Regions from separate parts of the Rattus norvegicus genome. Here region 2 is linked to region 1. The links are chromatin contacts, called in public Hi-C maps. All regions are on one chromosome and are shown on one strand. Each heading gives the region's core, a stretch centred on a gene start, on an enhancer-like site or on the middle of the called end of the contact. The rest is flanking DNA. Distances are from core to core; before and after follow the strand shown. Region 1 overlaps Kif13a (kinesin family member 13A). Region 2 has its middle 38 kb from the start of Stmnd1.

Region 1 (5,350 bases), core at 1,028-3,527:
CAGCGCCACCCAGTGGGAAGCACGTGTTCTAGCACATGACCTGTGGAGGCTTTGCATATTGAAATCATAGCAGCATGGTTACTTTGAGGACGAACAGAGAGCCCTTTTTAGCGCTATTACAGCAAAGCCTCAGAAGTCGAGGTTAAAGTACTACACCGAAGTGTATATGTTTTCATGAATCAATTTCAAAAGTTCAGGCGTCAGAGTCCTGTGAAGCCCAGAACTTTACTAGTGAGAGATTGTATGAGAATGTAACTTAAAGTAAATATCATTTCCACCACATTTTGTCATCAGATTTCCCTGAGCATCCTTTAAGGTTTTTACTTTTAACTAACTACCTTCCCACATCCATATTTTGTTTATAAATTGCCACCAAACTTATTTTTAATGAGCTGTTGAATATATGTATTTTAGGTTTTGTGGTGCTTTAATATGTGAGCGTGTGTGTGTCTGTGTGTCGTCTGTGTGTGTGTCTGTGTATATCTGTGTCATTGTGTGTCTGTGTCATTGTGTGTCTGTGTGTCTGTGTCACTGTATATGCGTCCATGTCTGTGTCTATGTCTGCGTGTATGCCTATGTCTGTGTGTCTGTTTCTACATCTGTGTGTGCCTATGTCTATGTGTCTGTGTCTATGTCTATGTCTATGTCTGCGTGTGTGTCTGTGTGATCCGGAGTGAAGATCAGAGGACAGCCGCACATGTGACACCCTTCCCCTTCCACCTTGTTTGAGGTGGAGTCTCTTGTCCAGCACTGCATAGGCAGCACTGGCCGGCCTGGGCGCCTTCAGGGGTTCTGTGTCTGCCTTCCTTGTCTCCCTGGGAACGTTGACTACAGTTGTGCTACTACTCCAGCTTAACGTGGGTTCTGGGGATCTGAATTCAGGTCCTCACACTAGCTTTGCCTAATGAGTCATCTCCCCAGCCCTGGTTTGTAAATGTTATGGAATGCTTTCCCTCTTCATTAGAAGCACACAGAGTTGGGGATCCCTCTTTGAGGGGACCTGGCAGGCCCTGGCTCACGGCTGAGACGGTTGCTGTCACTCTTTCAAATGTCTCCCAGAATACACCCATTAGGAGACCATTCCCTGTCACCTCTTTGAGTCTTGAGGCTACCGTCTTCTCTCCAACTGGCGCCTTCCTTTGTGTCCCTCCAGGTCCTGTGTAAATGGCACCCTGGTCTGCAGCGTGACCCAGCTGTGGCATGGTGACAGGATCTTATGGGGAAACAACCACTTTTTCAGGTAACAGCTTCATGCTCTCTAGCATTTTTTATTTCCATTTTTTTCCCCTGATATGTATACATCAAGCTGATATTATCCAATGATGGAAACCTCCACAGAATTAACTTGCCTAAGAGGAAACGGCGGGACTGGCTGAAAGACTTTGAGAAAGAAACCAGCGCCACGGAGCATGATCTAGACGCTGCGAGTGAGGCCTCCTCAGAACCAGACTACAACTACGAGTTCGCACAGATGGAGGTCATCATGAAAACACTGAACAGCAATGGTAAGACATCGGCTCCTTTGTAGGTCAGTCCCCGAGGGACACTGGTATAGAAGCAGAGCCATCCCAAAGCTTAGACATGGCCAGTCCTTTATTTACTGAGAGGCCATCATCAGCAAAGAGTACCATCAAGACTGCAGAGAAAACTCAGGTGGAACCAGGGAGTATGCAGATGGCCCCCTTTTGGGGACTTCTTGTCCCCAAAGCCAGTTATAATAACATCTCCATGGTCACAGAGCATTTACTGAATGGATCTGACAAAGTTTTTTGTTTTTTTTGTTTTTTTTTTTTTTATCAAATTTTCCACCATTGGTCTTGTCATTTCTGGGAGAATGAAAAAGTCGCTGAAAAAATACGGATCCAGGAATTTTGAATATAAAAAGGAAGCATTTACTATGGGCTCACTTGGAAACTACTTCCTAAGAGACTTACTTAACCGACAGGCTCAAAGACCTTTGGTAAAAACGATGTTTAAAGTGAACTGTTCTTTAGGTCGTTTACCTGCATAGGACAATGCCTACCTCACTCTACCAATCGCCCCCGAGGGTTGCATGCCCTGATGCAGCCATATGAGCTGGTGGCCTTGGTGTCCTCAGAATTCCGTCTCCCGCTAGGTGGCTTCCCGATCGTAAGCCTGTCTGCCTGGTGGTCGTCCCCGTGGTGGTCCTATTTGAAGATCCTCTTCCCCCTCCTGTGGTTTCAGACGAAGCTGGTTCACCAACACTGGGAGAGAGGTTCTTAACTGCTGCTTTAGCATGCGGGAACCTGGCTGGCTTCCACCAGGGCCGCTGAGGGATGGTGTGTGCTTCGAGCTTTGGCCAGGTCTAACAGGGCAGTACTGAGGTGAAGCAAAGGTTTTCTGCCTGACAGAACTGCTTCTTGACCGTGACTGAGGAATGTTTTCTTCCCCAAAATGATACCTGAACCCCATTCCAGTTCTGGTACCTTCCAGCTGTCCTGTTCCTTATAAGCCCAGCTGCACAGGAGAGCGTCTTTGTGTTAACTGCTGCTGTGACTAATGGCTTCATTCCTGCAGAGACCATGGCACTTTTAAATGTAACCTCTGTTCTCTCTGTAATCACTGAGACCTCTAGAGTAAGTTCTGACCTAAAACCCAGCTCATCTGCCTGTAGTCATAAAAGAGGAAGCTGGGGAAATAGCTCTGCAAGTTAAAAGCTTGCTCTGCAAGCCCGAGGGCCAACATTCTGGTCCTCAGAACCCACGGCACCCCACCTGTCATCCAGCATGGGGGAGTGGAAACAGGATCCCTGGAACAAGCTGCCTAGCTGGATCTGAGGACTTGGTGAGCTCTGGGTTCCAGGGAGAGACCTACATTAATACATAATATAGCAAAGGTACTTGATGTTAGCCTTAGGCCTCTACGTGCATGCACGCACATGTGCACCCACACACCCCTCTGAACATTCATGCACCCATAGACCCATCCGTGCATATCAAAAATGAAAATAAAGTAGAAGAAAGTCTAGCGCAGAGCAACGACACCTCTTTCCCACGTGGAAATCAAACACTACCAACCTTTCCCCAAGTTCTTCTGAAGCCAGCTCTAAAATAAAGACTGTTAGGGACCAGCCAAGGTTATGGGCCGGTTTCTCACATCTAGGATTAGGAACTTCTTTTTCTCCTGCAGATGGACTCTCTTCACATCCCGGTGGGAGTCATTTCTAATGCTCTTGCCGATGCCCTCTACCAGCACCCGTAGGACCTATTTTATTTTATTTTATTTACTAAAAATAAGAGGTACTTCCTTCTAGAACCGTTTTCGAATGACCGTAACTTGGAGACACATGTTTAGGTTGCCTTAAATCCCATATTTCAAATGGAAGTTTTATCATTTTACGAAACAGAGGAAGTCATACATCAAGGGACGTTTTAAACACGTCAGTGGGTACATGAGAGAGGCGGGTATGGCCAGATGGGACAAGCTTTTCTATAAGCCCGAGATGCTATCCGTGATATTCTTAGATTTGGGGCTGGCGAAAGCTAGTGGTCTGTTACGTTAATGATTCGAAATGGTTTTTATCTGTTAGTCACAGGATGTTAGCTCAGACACAGGTGGGCAAGGGTGGGCCCTTCCAGAGGGCTAGCACTAACCTAAGACCTGCACCATTGCAGTCTCTCCACGGTCCTGAAATCAGCCAGTCTCCGTAGACACAGCTTCTTTACAAGAGTCCTTATTTACAAAACCTGCTGCTGGTCATGCAGTGCATTTTGTGCGCGCGGGGGAGGGGGGGGGAGCATGTATTATTTATTAAATATTATAATGTCCCTTGGGGCTAGAAATCTCATTCCTAGGATCTGATATAGATGAGGCTGGGTAGTGGGCAGGACTGCAGTGTTTGGGAGAGAGAAAAAGCCATTAAGAAAGAAACTTCTGGGTCATATCAAAGCTGCCAGCCATGTTAGAATCTATTCTTAAAAGAGGCTGTGTAGGGTAGCAAAGGCATCAAACTGATTGACAGGAGAGAGAAATAAATATCATCAAAGATTTCCCAGGCTGGGGAAGACAGCTTAGTCAGGACTTTCCTTCCAATTATAAAGACCTGAGTTCAGTCTCTAGCGCTCGCATTTAAAGGAAGAGCAGCCTGTATCCGTAAGCCTAGCACCGGAGACACAAAGAAGGATCCTGCGGCTTGATGGGTGGCCGGCCTAGACTCACTGATGAGCTAGCGAGAAACCCGGGGGTGGGGGCGGGGGGGGGTGAGACGTCTAAGCAGGTCAGGGTACTTGGTACTAAGCCTGACAACCTGAATCGGATCCCCAGAACATACATGGTGGAAGGAAAAGGCCAACCACGGCAAGTTGTCTCCTACTCTGTAGACACGCCACAGCATGCGTGCTCGTGTACACACGAAATGAATAAATGTTTCTGAACATGCCTGAGGGATAATGCTTAAGAATTGCCTCTGGCCTACCACATGCACACATACCCACATGCATCCCACCTCACAAACATGTGTACATGCATGTGTGGATAGACACTCACTGTAAAGAAAAAGATCAAAAGAAAATTTAAAGAAATGTAAGCAGGGCTGTGTCTGATGAACCCCGGGAGGGGACCCGGATGTCTGGCTCGGGAGGCTCAAGCACAGGACTAAGTTGCTGCCCTCTCTGTATCTGCATCTTGGTCTGTGGCCCCAGTTTGTGCTGTGTCACTTTGGCTGCTGGTGCGGCTGTAAGCAGCCTGCCCTACAGCCTTTTTGACATGGAACCCAGGTTGAGATCCTGCTGTATCGGCCACTGGGGTCGCATGTGTTTCTGCAACATGGAAAGCAGGAGTGTGGATTAAATACATTTTTCAGGACGTGGGCAGTAAAAGTCAACGGCAGGCTTTGCTTAGCATGAACAAGGCCCAAGGTTCCATCCCCAGCGTGCCATTCGGGGTTTTGTCACAAAACCCTGCGAGGCAGTGTCTCAGTTTTGAAAACTGATGCTGCTTTGAGGCGGGGGATGGATTTTAGAGTAATCTGGCTGTCTGTTTGGAAGGCCCCTGTTCTTTGATGAGTGCCCATAAGGAGAGACTTTCAGGATAAGAGCATTGTATCGATTGTTCATCAAGTCGATGTCCACCCGTCCATCCGTCTGTCCGTCCATCTGCCGCCCCCACCCCCAGTTGACTTCCAGCTTCCAGTCAGAGCTCAAAATCTGGTGCCGTCCTTGGTCATCTATATGGTTGTTCTGAGCCCCAGTTTCCACAACATTAAAATGGAGATGCTATCCCCCACGGGGAAGGAGGCGTTGGCTGCAGGGTTCTTCTTGCATGGGGAGTCAGTCTGGTCCCTGCACTCGCGATTCAGCCAGTAGAGTCGCCGTTGGCATGGCAGCTGTCG
Region 2 (5,124 bases), core at 466-2,965, 490 kb after region 1:
AGTTCAGGGTGAGCATCAGCATCCTTCACAGACTTCGTTCCAATCGATCCCCACGCCCAGTGCATGGATTCTTCTGCCCTGAAGACTAGAAGGGTCTGAGGATCTGAATTACTGTCAGATTCCCAAATGCTCTGCTGCTGGTCCAGGACCACACTCAGAGGAGCACTGTGACGTCTCTCAAAGACAACCACCATCATTTAATGCCCACAACGCTTGACTGCTTTGCAGGATAAAGCCCAAACACTGTTAAAGCACAGTTCTCTGGCATCGCAGCACTTCTGCCACACCTCATCCCTGATCTGGTCCCACAACACTTCCCTATCTTTCACCTTTCTCTTTCCCTCACATCTCTAGGCTTTGTGCACACATCCTCTCCTGGAGGTTTTATTTTTTGTTGTTGTTGCATATTTTGTTGTCTGTGTGTTGTTTTCTTCTCCAGTTTCTATCTTGGGTGGACTCCTATCAGCCACGGTTCTGCTTAAGTATCACCCACTTTATGGAGCCTTCACAGAGCCCTCACTGGTGTGCAGTCTTTCCCTCTTCTCCCCAGGCTCCTATTCTGTGTGCCTTTCACTCCCTATTTGCCTGGCTCTCTCCTCTTTGAATAGATGCTGGACGCCTACAAATTAAGTCACGTTTAATTATTTTCATATCGGAGACTCCCCACAGTGGCCAGCACACACGACATACTAAATAAACATTGATTCCCCAAAACAAAACACTGGATAGTCAAGAACAAGCTATGAAAAGCAGGGATGGCTCCCTTTTTCCTTAAAAAGCCAGCTCCACGCCTTAATCAATTTAGCTGAACCCAGAGGTTGCTTTTACGGTTAGGTACTATAAAAAGGATGACTATGTCTCAAAGCAACTTCCTCAGGCCACCATATCTCTATGTCGGAATGAATGTGATTTTCCTATTTCCTACCCTGTTCTCTCTGAGTGCTAGGCATTTTAACTGTATTTGCCACAAGAGACAACATGGTACCCCATGAAGCAAATAAACTGACGTGTTATTTCACCTGACAAGTAGCAGGGCAACGACTTAATAAAACTCTTCAGTTCTGAAACATCAGGCACGGTGCAATTTGGAGGATGGGAAAACGCAAGGCATCTCCTTTTTTTTATTAAGATGGATGCAAGTATCTCAGGGCACAGTTACAGGAGAGATCCAGCATGATTTAACATACAAATTACTGCCATCCATTTTCAAGCGTCTAAAACCAGGATCAGGCTGAGGAGAGCTTAAATCTGTAAATGATTCTGAGCATGAGAAGTTTTGCTCTGTCTCCTGGATGGCGTTTTATAAAACACATCTTTCATTTCCAGTGTTGAAGAATTTAAGGCATTAGGAGTTGTACATTCAGATAGAAATTGGCTGGAGGGAAGGTACTTGTTGGCAGTGCGTATGTTCGTAAATGATTTACAGAAGCATATGAGTTGGTTTATTCTGAGTTTTAATCTTCTCTTTCAATAAAACATTGACCAAGGACTTGGAGATCTGCCTGTGTTGTTCTTTGGAAAGGCAAGGCTCTGCGTGTCGTGACAGGAGTAATGGGTGATGTTGTGTGTGCCGAGAAGACTCCTGGGATCCAATTGCTAATTCAGCGTGGAGTAATCATTGATTAATTCATTTGCTTAACAGGTTTGCGTGAGGGTCAGTGCTGTGTGGGTGCTCTTGCTGGCCTAGGCATTGCAGCCATGAACAAAACAAACACCAGTTGCTGCATGGATCCTGTTCTCTGGTTGTGCAATGTGGCAGTGCCAATCACTATGGAGAGAAGTGAGTTCAGCTAACAGAATCATGGCAGAAGTGAGCTGGTGGGCAATGGTCGGAACAGTTTTGAGGATGGTGGCAGCAGTGAGAGATCGTGGCTTTAAACCAAATGGTCTGAGAAGAGCACCTTGCTCCAGAAGAGAATGAAGAATGGTCTTTGAAGCCATCTGGGTAAAGTGAACCCTGGTGTGAGGAAGCAACAGCAAGGGACGTGATGGCTGGACTGAGTGGCCATGAAATCGATCCAAGCAAGGTCCGAGAACAGGGGCTGGTTATGCATGGCTGCATAGCACACTGGGCCCATTCTGGCTTGACCTGGAAAACTCTGGTGTTTCAGACATTTATAGTTTAATAAGATGGCTGTCATATTCAGAGTAGGTGGAAGGAAACAAGACAGGGTTGGCAGATGAGCCAAAAACCCCTCATGATTGGCCAGGAGAGAAAGGGTGGTGACCGGCACAAGGATCAGTGGATGGAGGTGGGTAGACATACTCATTATGTGCAAATACATTTTTGAAATTGAGCCCTGGCAAGATTTACTAAAGCTAGCTAGCTAGTGTGAGAAAAAAGAGCGGGGCTGACAGCTCAGTCGGTAGAGGTCTTGTCCTGAGTTCCACCCCCCAGAATCTACATTCTAAAAAAAAAAATTGTAAGTCAGGTGTAATGACTTCTATTAACAGGAGACAAATGTTTCTAATCCCAGCAGGAGAGAAGCAGAGATAGATTCGGTCAGGCAGCCTACCTTACTCTGTCAGTCACTGGGCAATGGAAAACTGTCTCAAAAAACAAAAAAGGTGGATGGTACTTGAGGAATGGCATCTGAAAGTTTCTTCCATACATACCCAGGGGAGAGAAAATGAGAGCGGAAATCAAAGACAGCATCAAGGTCCTGAACCACAGGGAGCTCCTGTTTGTTATTTTCTGTGAGAGAAAAGCCTTTAGAAGAGACAGAGAGCTGTCCCACAGATGTATTCTACTGAGATGCTGATGAAGAAGCCAAGAGGAGCCTGGGTAGACGATGTGCAGGGCCATAAACAGCAAGGAGCCACTCTTGTGTGGATAGTCTTTCCCATCACACTGCACAAGCTTGCCAAGGATAAACTCATAGACAGAAATGAAAAGCCGCCTGGTGGGGAAAGTTCTGGACTACTAAGTGTGGGGCCCACCCAAGGCAGGACACAGAACATCCAGTGAGCTTCCGAGAAGTCAAGAGGGCATGGGAAGGGAATGCTTTGAGAAAGAGGGCATGGTAAGCCATCAAGCACAATGCAGAGCTGTCCCTTTGGTTCAACAAGCCTTGACGGTAGAAAGAACAGACTTGATGGAATCGTGGAGGTAAAGTCGACAGGAGGCATCGAACGGAGAACAATGAGCAGACAAGAACTTTGGTGCTGTGTGCTAAGTGTATTTTAGTATATTCAGCCAGAAAGCAAAGACCCGGGGTGGGGCCTGGATGAGCAACGTGAATAAGAAAGAAAATGGAGTTCAGAGAAGTTCGGGAGAAGGCTTGTGGAGCCGATGACCCGGAACTAGTGGGTAGGGGTGGGCTTTCATCGGAAGTATGAGAGGGGAGGAAGGAGCAGAATGAGGTCGCAAATACAGGCAGGTGGGTGGATGTGGGGGTTGTGAACGCCACCTTCCGATTGCTTCTGTTTTCTCTATGAATCTGAAGAAGCCAGACCATGAGCTTGAGGTCTGTGGGTCTCCACAGAGTGAAGGGCAGCAGCGGCCTTGGAGTCTGCAGCGTCCTGCAGGTAACATGGATGGGGTTGAAAAAATGAACGAGGGCAACAGCCAGGCTCTGTTAGGACCCACTGGCCCTTTAGCAATAATCAATTTAATGTGCCATCAGTCTGTCCAGGGGAGCTTTGAAGAGTTGACTGGAGGAGAGAACGTTGGGGAAGTCAAACAGAGAACTTGGGATGGGTTATTTAAGTGCTGGGACAAGATAAATGTTGGTGACTGTTCGCAGTGGTCCAGGAGCTGAAGTAATCTAAAGATGGACTCTCCCAAGTTTTGACTATTACTTAACTAAATGAAAAGACTTTAAATGCTCTGCCTGGGGAAAGGCTCAGTGGGTAAGAACTTGATGTGCGAGTGAACAGACTTGAATTCAGGTTCCCAGAACGGATGTAAAATACAGAAATTGGACTATGACCACAGTGATCCTATGAGACAGGAGACAAAAGCAGGGGACTCCCCTGGCACTGAGGCCAGCTAACCTGAGGTCCGTTGCAGTGAGGAAGAGATCCTGTCTCAAGCAAGGTGGAAGGGGCAGGACATCTGAGGTTGTCCTCAGATCACATCCATTTACACTTGTACATGCCAGCACACACACACACACACACACACACACACACACACACACACACACACACACACACACACACAACACAGGCAAGGTGCAAAAGAAAGAAAGAAAAATGCAAAATGCCGCAAAAGCCAATTAATTTTTAAATGTATTTATTGTCAAACCGCAACACTGACTTCTATTAACTATCCTTTGGCACCACCTGCTGGAGACAGATCCCAGCAGCTAACTTCAAGGAACATTTCCAATCCCAGCAAATGAGAGCAAAGCTCTCAGCGGGTTGGGATTCATCAGAAGAATCACTAGTGAATTCCACTGTAGGTGATCCTTCCACAAAGCTTGGGTTTTCGGTGGTCTATGGAAAATAGAAGAAAGCAGAAATTCATAGAAAGAGAAAAATGGAGTTATAGTCATCCCCCCCCACCCCGGAATGATAGTGGTGTTCTGTCCCTCCATTGATGCTGGTATCATGTATTCCATTAGTAGGCCAGGGGAGAGAGGCATCAGGAAGAGGTAGATATGGCAGCATACACCTCTAATTCCAGTGCTCAGGGGCTGACCCCAAAACAAAAAAATCTGGAAGTTTAAGACCAGTCTTGGACCTTTAGAAAGATCGAAAGATTCTGTCTCAAACATAAAAAGGAAAAGAAAAGAAGGGAGAAAAGAAGAAAGGGGGGGTGGAAGAAAGAAACAACATGCAATATAATTGCTTTGCTAAACAGTGATGGTACATTTGAGAAAACTCAAATACAAATGCTGTCATTAAACAGCAAATAGAAAAATGCTTCTAAGCCATCAGGAATGTTTTTAGCATTTGTCCATTGGAATATAGCTGTCCCTGTCTCTCTGTCCCTGTCTTGGCTAGAGTTTCATTGCTGGGAAGAGACACCAAGACCACAGCAACTCTTATAAAGGAAAACATTTAATTGGGGCTGGCTTACAGGCTCAGAGGTTCAGTCCATTATCATCATGGTGAGAAGCATGGCAGCGTCCAGGCAGGCATGGTGCAATTAGAGCATCTGTTGCTCTTGCATGGAAC

The links. A called contact is a pair of places that touch in the nucleus more often than the background predicts.
Region 2: a Hi-C map of kidney shows a contact between it and region 1, with 5 times the contacts expected there. The contact joins two enhancer-like sites. A contact is called at or near these places in 9 of 12 Hi-C or Micro-C datasets (the A7r5 cell line, Schwann cells, frontal cortex and 5 more).

Annotation. Positions count from the first base shown.
Region 1 is chr17:18,095,029-18,100,378 of GRCr8, forward strand. It overlaps Kif13a (kinesin family member 13A), which reads left to right. Exons shown (of 37, transcript NM_001107462.1): 13 at 1,154-1,240; 14 at 1,339-1,505. Among named protein-coding and RNA genes, the nearest start is that of Rpl27-ps4, 73 kb to the right of the region's middle. Within about 2 kb of position 2,278, at least 1 of the 93 cell types and tissues checked has an H3K27ac peak or open chromatin away from gene starts, as enhancers often do. A contact at or near this core is called in kidney, where this site is marked.
Region 2 is chr17:18,586,161-18,591,284 of GRCr8, forward strand. No RefSeq gene overlaps it. Among named protein-coding and RNA genes, the nearest start is that of Stmnd1, 38 kb to the right of the region's middle. Within about 2 kb of position 1,716, at least 6 of the 93 cell types and tissues checked have an H3K27ac peak or open chromatin away from gene starts, as enhancers often do. A contact at or near this core is called in kidney, where this site is marked.